Linked DNA regions of Ovis aries: region 2 is linked to region 1. A link is a contact called in public Hi-C data. All regions are on one chromosome and are shown on one strand. The core of a region is the stretch at or near the end of the contact, and the rest is flanking DNA. Distances in the headings are between cores, read along the strand shown. Region 1 holds the start of GAS1 (growth arrest specific 1). Region 2 overlaps LOC121818606 (a long non-coding RNA gene).

What was found. A called contact is a pair of places that touch in the nucleus more often than the background predicts.
Region 2: a Hi-C map of tail adipose tissue shows a contact between it and region 1, with 8 times the contacts expected there. The contact joins the enhancer-like site here to the promoter of GAS1 in region 1. A contact is called at or near these places in 2 of 16 Hi-C or Micro-C datasets (skin fibroblasts and tail adipose tissue).

Annotation. Positions count from the first base shown.
Region 1 is chr2:32,795,884-32,802,442 of ARS-UI_Ramb_v3.0, forward strand. GAS1 (growth arrest specific 1) reads left to right here and starts at 1,409. Exons shown (of 1, transcript XM_015092769.4): 1 at 1,409-4,607. The coding sequence starts at 2,217. The coding sequence ends at 3,263.
Region 2 is chr2:33,474,828-33,481,494 of ARS-UI_Ramb_v3.0, forward strand. The region is part of intron 2 of LOC121818606 (a long non-coding RNA gene); the gene reads right to left. Among named protein-coding and RNA genes, the nearest start is that of TUT7, 33 kb to the right of the region's middle. Within about 2 kb of position 4,209, at least 4 of the 54 cell types and tissues checked have an H3K27ac peak or open chromatin away from gene starts, as enhancers often do. A contact at or near this core is called in tail adipose tissue, where this site is marked.

The sequences.
Region 1 (6,559 bases), core at 159-2,658:
TCCATTATTCAAGTCAGAGCAACGAGGTCTGTCTTACTTCACCCTGGCTTTTTAAGGTTTATTTGGTTTCGTTTTGTTTTGGGGAATTGCTGAAATGCAGCTTCCTAATGCAGACCCTGAGCCTCTGAGGAATGCAGCAGGCTCCGCAGGAACAGGAGGCTTTCTGCAGCCTGATAAGTCTGCAGACGCTGTGTCTCTATTCTAACTTTTGCCATTTCCAACTCACCGGGCCCCTGGGGAGAGGCGGACAGCCGAACGCTGTGCGTACTGGAGCCCCGGCTGCCTCGGCTTCACCAGAGGAGATTTAGCCTGAAGTTTTGTGACAGATGGAGTTGATAGTCTCTCCACGGAAAGGGGAGGAAAAAAGCGCCAGTTTTTGACAGGCTGCAGACGCCCGGTGCCTCTGGTGGTCGAAGGCTGCGTTGCGCCGCAGTTAAGGTAGTTCGCAAACTCCCGCGCCTGGATCGCAGAGGCTGCTGTAGGCAGCGGTTTCCCTTAAAACCGAGGGAGACTGAAACAGACGCTTGCATAGAAACCTTGGAGGATGCCAAGTTATCCCCTTCCTCTTATGCTCTGACTGCGGCCAGAAGGTACTGCGCAACATCCCTAAATATTTTTAATGTATTGGTTTTTTTAAATACCGTCTTTTAGAAACTTTCCTTCTTAAAAACAATTAATTTGACTTATTGGATTTCTGTCTTGAAAATGACAACAATGCCTGGCTCCAGGGCCATACCTGCCAGATCGGTAAATGGGAACCAGGGTGCTGGGTGGGGGCTGAAAAGGCTGGTGACTATTGATATCCCCCTAGCTAAAGCTTTTGCCTCTGTCTTGTGTGTGTCTGGATTTTTTTTTTTTTTTAAGTTTCAGAGTTCCACATTAAATTCTCTGGGTTCTCTCCTCCCCTCCGTGATGACCCGGCAAAGATGGGGAACTCGGAAAACAAATTGAATTTTGAATTCAGTCGAAAGCACGGATGAGGGCCAGGCAGAATTAATAAAAGTACCAAATAAATAAAACAGAAGAAGAAGAAAGGAAAAAAAGAAGAACCAAACAAAAAGGATAGTGACCAAGCCGGATGCAAACAGCTGCCCCTGAGCCCGGCCCGCTGGTTCCGTGCGCGGGCAAGGGCTCCACATCCGAGCCTCCTTAAGAGTAGGAGGAGCTCCCGGGCCTCTGTCAGGCTCCTTAAGCCGTTCCTTTCAAGCCCTGAATGCCTGAATGTGAGCTGCCCACCACCCTCCCCGCCCTCCCCCACTCCGCAACCCCACTCCAGCGGCTCGTAAAAAAAAAAAAAAAAAAGTTTCAACAACAACAGGCGGGACCAATAGCATCTCGAAAAGCCGGGAAAGGGGGCCGAGCAAAGGGCGAAAGAGTGGAGAAAGGAGAAAGCGGGCAGGCTCGGAGCGCGCGGGGCCGGGGCTCGGCGAGCCGGAGGAGCGTTGCTAATGTTTTTGTTTGTTTGCTTTTCCATGCATGCATAATGAGGGGGCACCACGGCACCACGCGGGGGCTCCCGGCCCATTTTTGTATTTAAAGCCTCGCAGCGAGCGAGTCCGCAGCCGGGCTCAGCGGATCCGCTCCCCGGGCTCCTTGTCACCCGAGAAGCCGCCGCCGAGGGAAGCCCGGGAGCCGCTGCTCTCCCGCCGCGCCGAGTTTCCCGTTTTCACCGTGCCGCCCGGAAAGAGCTCCCCGGAGCCGAGGCCGGGGTCGCCGCGGGCGGAGGGGGAGGGGACGCGGGCAGCCGGGCCGCGGGAAGGCGGGCAGCGCCCGGACGCGAGCCAGGAAGCGGCGCGATGCGAGAACCCGCGGCGGCGGCGCGGCACTGAGTCCGGGAGGAAGGAGCCGCCGCGGCCGCACAACGGATCTGCAGGCGCAGAGCAAAATGCACCCGCGGCGCCGCGCGGTCCCGCAGCCCCGCCGCGGCCCCGCGGCCAGCAACCTCCGAGGGCGGCAGTGAACGTCTCCCGCCACTGCCGGGGGCCGACCGGAGGGGCTCTCCACGGCCGTGCACTTCTAGGAAGCCCCCGCAGCCCAAGCGAGAGCCGACCTTCTGCAAGCAGCGGGGCAACAGCCGGCGGCGCGCATGGATTTATGAAAACCCTCATGCAAGAAGTTGGCAGGACTGGGGCAAACTTTTCCGCCGGCTCTGCGTCCGCCGCTCCCCGCGCCTCGTCTCCTTTCCGCTCCTCGCCCGGCGGCCGCCGCTGCCCGCGATGGTCACAGGGCTGCTGGGCGGCGGCGGCGGGGCCCGCAGGGGAACCGTGCCGGGCGCCTGGCTGTGCCTGATGGCGCTGCTGCAGCTGCTGGGCTCGGCGCCGCGGGGCTCGGGGCTGGCGCACGGCCGCCGCCTCATCTGCTGGCAGGCGCTGCTGCAGTGCCAGGGGGAGCCGGAGTGCAGCTACGCCTACAACCAGTACGCCGAGGCGTGCGCGCCGGTGCTGGCGCAGCGCGGCGGGAGCGACGTGCCGGGGGCCGCCGCCGCAGCTGCCGCCTTCCCGGCCTCGGCCGCCTCCTTTTCTTCGCGCTGGCGCTGCCCGAGCCACTGCATCTCGGCCCTCATTCAGCTCAACCACACGCGTCGCGGGCCCGCCTTGGAGGACTGTGACTGTGCGCAGGACGAGAACTGCAAGTCTACCAAGCGCGCCATTGAGCCGTGCCTGCCCCGGACGAGCGGCGGCGGCGCAGGCGGCCCCGGCGCGGGCGCGGGCGGGGTTTTGGGCTGCACCGAGGCCCGGAGGCGCTGTGACCGCGACAGCCGCTGCAACCTGGCGCTTAGCCGCTACCTGACCTACTGTGGCAAGCTCTTCAACGGGCTGCGCTGCACCGACGAGTGCCGCACGGTCATCGAGGACATGCTGGCCATGCCCAAGGCGGCACTGCTCAACGACTGCGTGTGCGACGGCCTGGAACGGCCCATCTGCGAGTCGGTCAAGGAAAACATGGCTCGCCTGTGCTTCGGCGCCGAACTGGGCAATGGCCAGGGCAGCAGCGGCTCGGACGGGGGCCTGGACGACTACTACGACGAGGAGTACGACGACGAGCAGCGCACCGGGGGCACGGGCGGCGAGCAGCCGCTGGACGACGATGACGGGGTCCCGCACCCGCCGCGCCCGGGCGGCGGCGCTGCTGCGGCAGGCGGCCGTGGGGACTTGCCCTACGGGCCCGGGCGCAGGAGCAGCGGCGGCGGCGGCTGCCGCTCGGCACCCCGAAGCGCCTGGACCCTGTTCGCCTCCATCTTGCTGCTCCCGCTGCTCTTTTAGCCCTCGCGCCCCCCGCCGTCGGCCACGGGAGGGTCGGCGACGGGGCACCTGTGGCTCGGGGACAGAGGGGTGGTCGAGGATTTTTTTCCCAAAACGTTTTCTAGGTGGCTTCTGTCTAGCGGATCTCTTGCCCTCGACTTGTTGCACGATCCTCGCCTCCTCTCCGGAGCAGGACTTTTTGGTTATCCTTCCCTGCCCCCATTCCAGGCTCCAGAAACTCCCCGCAGAAGCCGGCCTAGCTCCAGACCCCTGGGATGAAACGGGCCTGGCAAGGGGACAGAACCGTTGTCCTGGACTCCGAAGAGAGAATGATGACCAGTGGGGCCTTAAGAGTTTCTAGGGACTGGGTTTGGAGCGGGAGTTTTGAAGAAGGATTTATATTTGCATAGGGACTGTTTATTAGTATTTCTCCTGGCGGGGCGGGGGGAGGGCGGGGGGAGGTTACAGTATCGACTTTTATTGTGGCCAGTGAGGACATTGCAATCGTAACCGATTCTCGTTTACTCTTGGTTTCCGCGCCCAGAATTGTTTTTGTAAGGGGGGGGGGGGGGGGGGGTGAGGGTGGAGGGTATGAGAAGGGTTAATTTTCCTGAGTTTGGATAGTTTTGAGCCCTTGACTTTAATTTCATTGCCACCACTCAGATCTCTTAGCACATTGCTTAGGATTAAGGATCCAAAAATGCTATCTAGGGAGTTGCTAGTGGTGTTGAACAATGCAAGTTTTTATTTAAAAGAGCTCTGCACTGCCATTTATGAAAGCCTCTTTATGATGTTTGTTTTGTTGTCATTTTTGTTCTTTACACCAAGAAATTGTATGTACAAATATGCAGAGAACATATATTGCCTCTGCTTTTATCAGGGCGCTCACCCCTGGTACTTAGTATATAAAATGTATTAAAACTGGGATTTGTTACCAGTTGCTGTATTTTGTATATAGAATTTTTATAAATTGTATGCTTCAGAAATAATTTATTTTTAAAGAAGAAATTAAAAAATTTAAATCCACATCCATGGTACACCTTTCTTGCCTGAAGTGTAAAGAATCCATTTGTCACCAGGGATCCAGAACCACCATCAACTGTGAAGTGTGCTCTATCTAGAACAGTTTAAAAATGTACAGTGTATTTTATAGATTTGAAGTTAACATTCTTATTTTCAAGAGAATTTATGAACATTGTAGAAATGTATAAATGCATTTCCAAACTGCCTTAAACATTGTATTTTTATAGACTTTTAAAAAAATCCTATGTTTTAAGTAACTGTGGCTTTGTGTATTTTTGTTGTTGTTGTTGTTATTTGATTTTATTAAAATGTGTACATCAGTAAAGAGTTTTAAATAATGAATATGGTGTAGTTACTTTCCAGAGTCACATTGTGGTTAACCCAATAATGGGTGAGAAGCAGGGTGGAGGGGCCACTGGGAATCTATCAACCATCAACTGAAATTAAAATATAGTACAAGACTAGAAATGAGGGCTATTATTTCTGCCTTCAATTTAATGAACAATTAAACATCTGTAAATGAGGCAGCTAAAAAGATGTAATTTGACTGGTCTCCATTGGTATTTACATTTGTGGAGAGGCTTGGCATAGTTTGGGGCTAACCCACACATCTCTTTACCCTCCCTCCTTTCCACTGGGACCCCCACCCCCCCCACCCCCCATCCTCTGGAGTCTCTTTTCTGGCTACTAGAAGTCCTTGTCCTCCTACAATCAAACATGCCAATAACATCTGTTACCAATAGGTCTTAGGAAACCTGGGAGATTCAACTTCAAAGTCATTTTCACACTTTGGGTGAAAAAGTACAAAATTTTGTTACAAAACATTCAGGCGGGCAAAAGTAAACATACTGGGGAGAGGAACAATTACCAGAACTTGTAATATTGTTGTGAGGAGTTGTTTAGCAGTGGGCTGAAGGCTGGGTTCCTGCCAGAGCTACTGATCTACACTCAAACGCCCTTAGATAAATAATTACACTCTTAAGCTGTGTCGAGTGCTGATACACTTGACCTTGTAAATAGAAATGTTTGCAGTAGGAATAAACTCCGGCATTGGAAAATCTTTTAAACATTAACACAAAAGAGAGCGCTCTGTCCTCTGGGGATTTGAGTCTGAACCTCGCCAAGCTAGGCACTTGCAAGGGGGAAAAAAAGTTTATTTATCTTCTATTCCTGGTGTTTATTTAAAGCTTTTCATTTTAAACTCGGTGATTGGAAGGCAAGTCAGGAGTTTAAAAGTCACCACAAATAAACTTTGTCTGAGGGGTCGACAGATTAGCAAGATCTCGTGTCTCTTTATATGATATTAACATGTGCTGAGAAAACATAACCAGATTTCTCTGCTGCCTGAAGTAATTAACAAAGCTATGCCCCCTTCCAACTTCCTCCCACTCACTCCCACCCTTACACTGGAAGTTTCTTTTGCCTCTAACTCGCTTGGCTTCGAGGTATTTCTTAATTCATCTAAAACCAAGATTCATATATGCATGGCATTAGAAAGCCTGAGATAGTTGTGATGTCAGGTCAGCCCAGGAGAGTGGTGTGTGGCTAGAACCGGGTCACCTGAATGGTTGAGTAAACATATTGTTAAAATAAAGCTGAAAGCGTTGTTTCTTTGGTAAGTGAACAAAGAGTATTCCAAGAGACTTGTAAATGAAATCAGCTTTCTTTACAAAACCAAGAGTTAGCAAATGCTTTTGCATTTGTCCTTAAATATATTTAAATCATCTCCTCCTGTTATTTTAACACATTCTTGACTAAAAGTTAAGTCTTTGTCCCAGTAAAAGGCCCAGTTTTCCCCAGTACGAAGTAAAAGGCATTAGCACTAGAAAAGGCCTGATAATTAACTGCTACAATAAACTCACGACTTGATTTTACAGGGTCCTGTCAAAAGCATCTGCCTGGAGTAAATCAACACAACTCGCTCTTGGGGAGCGCGAGGACTCGAGGCTTTTTGCTTTCTTCTTTGGAGAAAGTGAACATTGATCGGTGGTCCATTTTAATTTAAACAATTCTACACTGGAGCCTAGGAGCCCCCCTCAGCCCTCTGCAGACCTAGTGAATTCCAGAACAGGTTGCTGAGATGTTAGGTTCCCGGATTATAGGTTGCCATCTGCTCCTGGGCAGAAAAGATTTTTACAGATGTTGACATCTGTAATATCTCACTCTCTCAGGGGAGCCTTTGGAATTTTGGACATTTGAGAAGGCCAAATGTCTCATGGAGAATGCCTGGAAGTACCATTACTGAAGGCAAGGGAGCCTTGGCTTTTCCAGGGTAGTGTTAAAAAGCACCCGAC
Region 2 (6,667 bases), core at 2,959-5,458, 680 kb after region 1:
GTAATCAAGATTGCTGGGAGAAATATCAATAACTTCAGATATGCAGATGACACCACCCTTATGGCAGAAAGTGAAGAGGAACTAAAAGCCTCTTGAAGAAAGTGAAAGATGAGAGTGAAAAAGTTGGCCTAAAGCTCAACATTCAGAAAACTAAGATCATGGCATCTGGTCCCATCACTTCCTGGGAAATAGATGGGGAAACAGTAGAAACAGTGGCAGACTTTATTTTGGGGGGCTCCAAAATCACTGTAGATGGTGACTGCAGCCATGAAATTAAAAGACCCTTACTCCTTGGAAGAAAAGTTATGACCAACCTAGATAGCATATTCAAAAGCAGAGACATTCCTTTGCCAACAAAGGTCCGTCTAGTCGAGGCTATGGTTTTTCCAGTGGTCATGTATGGATGCGAGAGTTGGACTGTGAAGAAAGCTGAGTGCCAAAGAATTGATGCTTTTGAACTGTGATGTTGGAAAAGACTCTTGAGAGTCCCTTGGACAGCAAGGAGCTCCAACCAGTCCATTCTAAAGGAGATCAGTCCTGGTGTTCTTTGGAAGGACTGATGCTGAAGCTGGAACTCCAATACTTTGACCACCTGATGCGAAGAGTTGACTCATTGGAAAAGACTCTGAAGCTGGGAGAGATTGAGGGCAGGAGGAGAAGGGGACAACAGAGGATGAGATGGCTGGATGGCATCACTGACTCGATGGACATGAGTATGAGTGAACTCCGGGAGTTGCTAATGGACAAGGAGGACTGGTGTGCTGCAATTCATGGGATCGCAAAGAGTCGGACACGACTTAGTGATTGAACTAAACTGAATGGTTGCAGAACTCTGTGAATGTGCTTAAAACTGCTGAATTGCACTTTCAAAGAGTGATTTTTATGGTGTATGTGAATTTTATGGTATATGAGTATATTGCGTATTTTAATAGAGCTGTCATTTTTTAAAATCCAGTCCATCCCAGAAAATTGGGATATCATAGTTACTTCATTTTTCTTTCTAGCCCTTGGAATTTACACAAGATGCCTTGTATATAGAAGTGCCAAAAATACATACATTAAAAAAAATACATACATTTATGAGTGTCTATTATTTCACATTGCTCATGAAATGCTCCATATATTAGTTGGAGTTTCTCAAGTGGTTCAAGCTACTTGAGGCAAAGTTCATGTCTTAGATTTCATGAATATTCACCATAATCATTAGACGCAATGATTACATTGGGGGCTTCCCAGGTAGCTCAGTGGCAAAGACTCCACCTGCTACACAGAAGACATGGGTTCAATCCCTGAGTCAGGAAGATTCCCTGGAGAAGGAAATGGCAACCCACTCCAGTATTCTTACCTGGGAAATCCCATGAACAGGGCAGCCTGATGGGCTACATCTATGAGGTCACAAAAGAGTCAAATGTAACTTAGTAACTAAACAACAACCAATGATTACATTGAGCATGGAAATACATAGAGTAGGTAGAAATGCTCAACATCTTGATCCACCTGTAACTCATGATTATTCAGGAGGCTGTACTATCATGGGATGTACCAATCCCAAAGAAAGGCAATGCCAAAGAATGCTCAAACTACCACACAGTTACGCTCATCTCACACACTAGTAAAGTAATGCTCAAAATTCTCCAAGCCAGGCTTCAACAGTACATGAACAATGAACTTCCAGATGTTCAAGCTGGTTTTAAAAAAGGCAGAGGAGCCAGAGATCAAATTGCCAACACCCGTCGGATCATCGAAAACACAAGAGAGTTACAGAAAAACATCTATTTCTGCTTTATTGATTATGGCAAAGCCTTTGACAGTGTGGATCACCACAAACTGTGGAAAATTCTGAAAGAGATGGGAATACCATATCACCTGACCTGACTCTTGAGAAATCTGTATGCAGGTCAGAAAGTAACAGTTAGAACTGGACATGGAACAACAGACTGGTTCCAAATTGGGAAAGGAGTACATCAAGGCTGTATATTGTTATCCTGCTTATTTAACTTACATGCAGAGTACATCATGAGAAACACTGGGCTGGATGAAGTACAAGCTGGAATCAAGATTGCCAGGAGAAATATCAATAACTTCAGATATGCAGATGACACCACCCTTATGGCAGAAAGTGAAGAGGAACTAAAGAGCCTCTTGAAGAAAGTGAAAGAGGAGAGTGAAAAAGTTGGCCTAAAGCTCAACATTCAGAAAACCAAGATCATGGCATCTGGTCTTCAGTTCATGGCAAACAGATGGGGAAACAGTGGAAACAGTGGCAGACTTTATTTTGGGGGGCTCCAAAATCACTGCAGATGGTGATTGCAGCCATGAAATTAAAAGATGCTTACTCCTTGGAAGAAAAGTTATGACTAATCTAGACAGCATATTAAAAAGCAGAGACATTACTTTGCCAACAAAGGTCCGTCTAGTCAAGGCTATAGTTTTCCAGTAGTCATGTATGGATGTGAGAGTTGGACTATAAAGAAAGAATTGATGCTTTTGAACTGTGGTGTTGGAGAAGACTCTTGAGAGTCCCTTGGACTGCAAGGAGATCCAACCAGTCCATCCTAAAGAAAATCAGTCCTGAATATGCATTGGAAGGACTGATGTTGAAGCTGAAACTCCAATACTTTGGCCACCTGATGCAAAGAACTGACTCATTTGAAAAGACCCTGATGTTGGGAATGATTGAAGGTGGGAGAAGAAGGAGATGACAGAGGATGAGATGGTTGGGTGGCATCACCGACTCAATGGACATGAGTTTGAATAAACTCCAGGAGTTGGTGATGGACAGGGAGGCTGCAGTCCATGGAGTTCCAAAGAGTTGGACACAACTGAGTGACTGAACTGAACTATCAAGGGAGGACTCTGAAGTCAGACTATCTATGTTGAAATCCAACTTCTACGGGTTAATAATGCTATGGTCTTAGATGAATAGCTTATCCTCTGTGAGGCTTGTTTTCTCTAAGGACAGGATTAATGTTAATAGTAACCACCTTCTAGGGCTGTGTGAGGCTTAAATGAGGCAAGGTGTATAAAGCACTAACATGGCCTTATTCATCATAGAGCTGCTCAACATTCATTGGATATTGAATGTAATGTTCTGTCCTCAAAGGACAGAAGTAGAAGATATGTAAATCAATGCAGTGAAGCACTCTAACTCTGAAAGACATCCAAAGAACACAGGAGGGGTTCCCAAGGGGTGAGAGACCCTGTGTGTAAGTGGGATGGTCAGGGGCACAGGATATAGGAGTTTTATGGAAGAAGTACCACTCAAACAGAGCATTTATTTAACTTCAAAGGAAATTATTCATTCCCCAGGTTGAGAGAAATAGGGAGATATAGGACATTTCAAGTGAATGGAGGGAGTGATAAGAGGAAATCACCATTTGTTCAGGGGGCTGTTATTAGCTCAGCATAAAAACAGATCCAAGGTGAAGAGCAGTCACTCTTTGTGACCCCATGGATTGTAGCCTGCCAGGTTCCCATGTCTGCAGGATTCTTCAGGCAAGAATACTGGAGTGGGCTGCCATTTCCTTCTCCAGGGGATCTAAGGGATCGAACCTGGGACATCTGCATTGCAGGCAGATTCTCTACTGTCTGAGTCACCAGGAAAGCCCCAAAGGCTAGGTAAGCAGGAGCTAAAGTGCTTGTTTTCCCCCTCACGAGGGCAAAATGAATCAGCTCTTTCCCACTCCAACAGAGGCGTTTTCTTTGGCTGGTTTCTTTCCAAAGATCAGAGAGCAAAACAGAGGAAGGACCAAACCTGGAGACAGCTTGTGCATTTCCAGAGTGTTCTGGTTATGTCAGTGCTGATAAGGAGAGTCATTTGTTGGCCTGTCATCACTGAGCGTTCAAAGGCCACAGGACAATGCTTACGGGTGACAAATTTCCTTGATCAATGCGTCTGCACTTTGCACAGTCCCCAGTTTCCCTTGTGCGTTTCCAGCATGCACTGCTTCCACCAGACACCAGAGGTTGAGACAAGATGGCAGCTCCCAGAGGAGGGCCTTCAGTTACCGACAGCAAATACCTAGGCTTAATCATGGGTGATTACGGCCACAGGTTAACCCAGCGGTTTCTCCTAACTAATAGCTTGGAGTATTGAAGAAGCCAGAACTGACCGCAACTCTCCAAGTTTTTGGGAAAGCCCAGCTGGCTGAGTGTCAGCCTTCTGCAGACCTAAGCCTCAGTGTGTGTTTTAACCACATCACCCTTTCCTGGAATCTGGCCCTTTGGCTGACACTCCTCTGTGGAGACACAGTGTCCCTCTTGTGGTTCAGAAATGCCATTTAGGTTTTTCTTCTGCCTCAGCATTCCCAGTTCTCATTCTTTCGATTTCTTCCAACCCATTCTTCTCTCAGAAATAAGCTCAGTCTTTTCTCACTCATTTCTTCAGACTTGCTTTATTTTTTTTCTTTTCCCTCAAAAGACCTTATGTCCCATTCTTTTCTGACTCTGATTTTTCCATTTCTCTTTCCCTCTGCCCTCTCTCTCACTTACCATTTTTGTTTTGCTTTTTTTTTCTAAACTGACCTCAGATGAAAACAAATAGATTATGTTATATGTTTCATGACACTCTCAGCACATTCTATGTACAGCCCTCTTTTTTTTTGGCTCATGCTTTTTCTAATTTCTTGTTTTTAATAATGTAATAAGCACCAGTGAATCTAATAACTGCTGAAACAAAAAGGGGGAATCTCACGGTATTCTACAGGACAACATTTGGTAGCCTTCTATCCTACCCCTTGGTTCCCCAACCCAGAATGGCGGCCATACCAAATCCTGGCCATCATGCCTTCCTTTAATACAGTTTTATTGTTTCTACATGTAGTTCTTCTTTAGAACATCTTATTCTAGTATCTTAAGTCTATGGAAGGTATAGTGCTATATCTACTTTTTTGTTTTAGCTTTATTTTATAGATTTTTCCTTTTTATTTTGAAATAAGTTCAAAATTACAAAAACATTTCAAGGAAAGCACAAAGAACTCGCCATATAGCCCTGATATACTTTATTTATATTTGACTTATATATTTGTTTATAGAGAGTTATTATTCTCCAACATTTTTGAAAGTAAGTTGCATGTATCTTGCCTCTTCACCCCCTAACATACCAGTGTGTATTTCCTAAGAACAAGGCAAATCTCCTACATAACCACAAATGAGAACATGTAACATTGATTCTATACTTATATTTTAGCAACAGTCCATTTTTAAGTTTTCTCAACTGTCCCCACAATAGTGTTTACAGCAATTTTTTCAAGTACAAAAATCTGATCCAGATTCCAACAGCATTCAGTTGTGTGTCTCTGGTCTTCTTTAATCTCAAACATTTCCTTCACCATTCTTTGCTTTTCATGACATTTAATATTTGTCTGGTATTTTATTAACATCACTCAATTTGGGTTCTCCTGATGTTTCCTTTCTATTGCATTCAGGATTTTTATTTTGGCAGGAATATCACAGAAGTGATGCTATGTGCTATGTTTTTCTCAGTAAATCACATTCAGAGGCCCCTCACTGGTGACATTAGGTGCCCTGTTTCTCCAGATGATATGTTAGCATATATTCTTTGGGAAATCACTATTGCACTTAATATTATACTGCTAAGATTCACCCACAATGATACCTGTCACTTTTCTCTTTCTCTCCCACACACACCTATTTTCTTATCTTCTTTCTCCCTGTCTTTCATTTTCCAGCCACATTCTTACTCAAAATCAGTTTGGAAGTATACAACTCTTAGTTGAAGTATGTACATTCTGTTATTCAATTACTACAGACTAAATCTCCAAAGATTGGTATATAACATGCCAAAGATATGTGTTGTTATGAAAACAGGTGGCTTAGCAAAGCAACAGCTGACAAAGAGATCAAAACCTGTCAACATTTATTAACTGAGTAACTATTATATTCCCAGCACCATGCTTGACTACAAGGGGGCATATAAGGCACAAAACCACAAAGGGCTTAGAAGCCCACTGTGTTGTGCACCTCCTCCCACCAGCATGCACCATGGATGCCTTTCTCACACGTCAAGGCTCAGCTCAAGGCTTTCTCCATGAAGCTACCCATCCCCGCACCAATCCTGGGTACGTAACTGAGAACCTACTACTTGCCAAGCATAGTATTACCATATATGCTTTCCTCACAACAGTTTAAGAGGGCTCTGCCTTATTTCAGCTTTCATAATACAAACTGTGTCCTTTTCTGGGTCTATGTAGCGCCATGATTTTCACAACTTTTTGCTTTTTGTTAATGCTTTCACTGTTTAAAATGACCCCTGAGCATAGTGCAGAAGGGCTGTCCAGTATTCCAAAGTGCAAGAAGGCTGTGATGTACCTTACAGAGAAAGAATATGTGTCAGATAAGCTTCCTTCAGGCATGAGTTTTAGTGCTATCAATGTGAATTCAATTTTAATAAATCAATAATAATATATTAAATAAAATCTCCTTAAACAAAAACACACATAAAACAAGTTTATGTATTGACCAATTTACCTAGTTGTATAAATATTATGACCAGAGATTGTTAGGACCCTGTATTTTTCCTAAGAGTAATGCTTTGGTATTGCTAATTCAGTGTTCCTGGTGATTGTAGAAATTAACAAACAATACTGTAATAAAAATAAAAGATGAAAACATGAAGAAAAGAAGCCATTTGTTGGAGAAATGACAT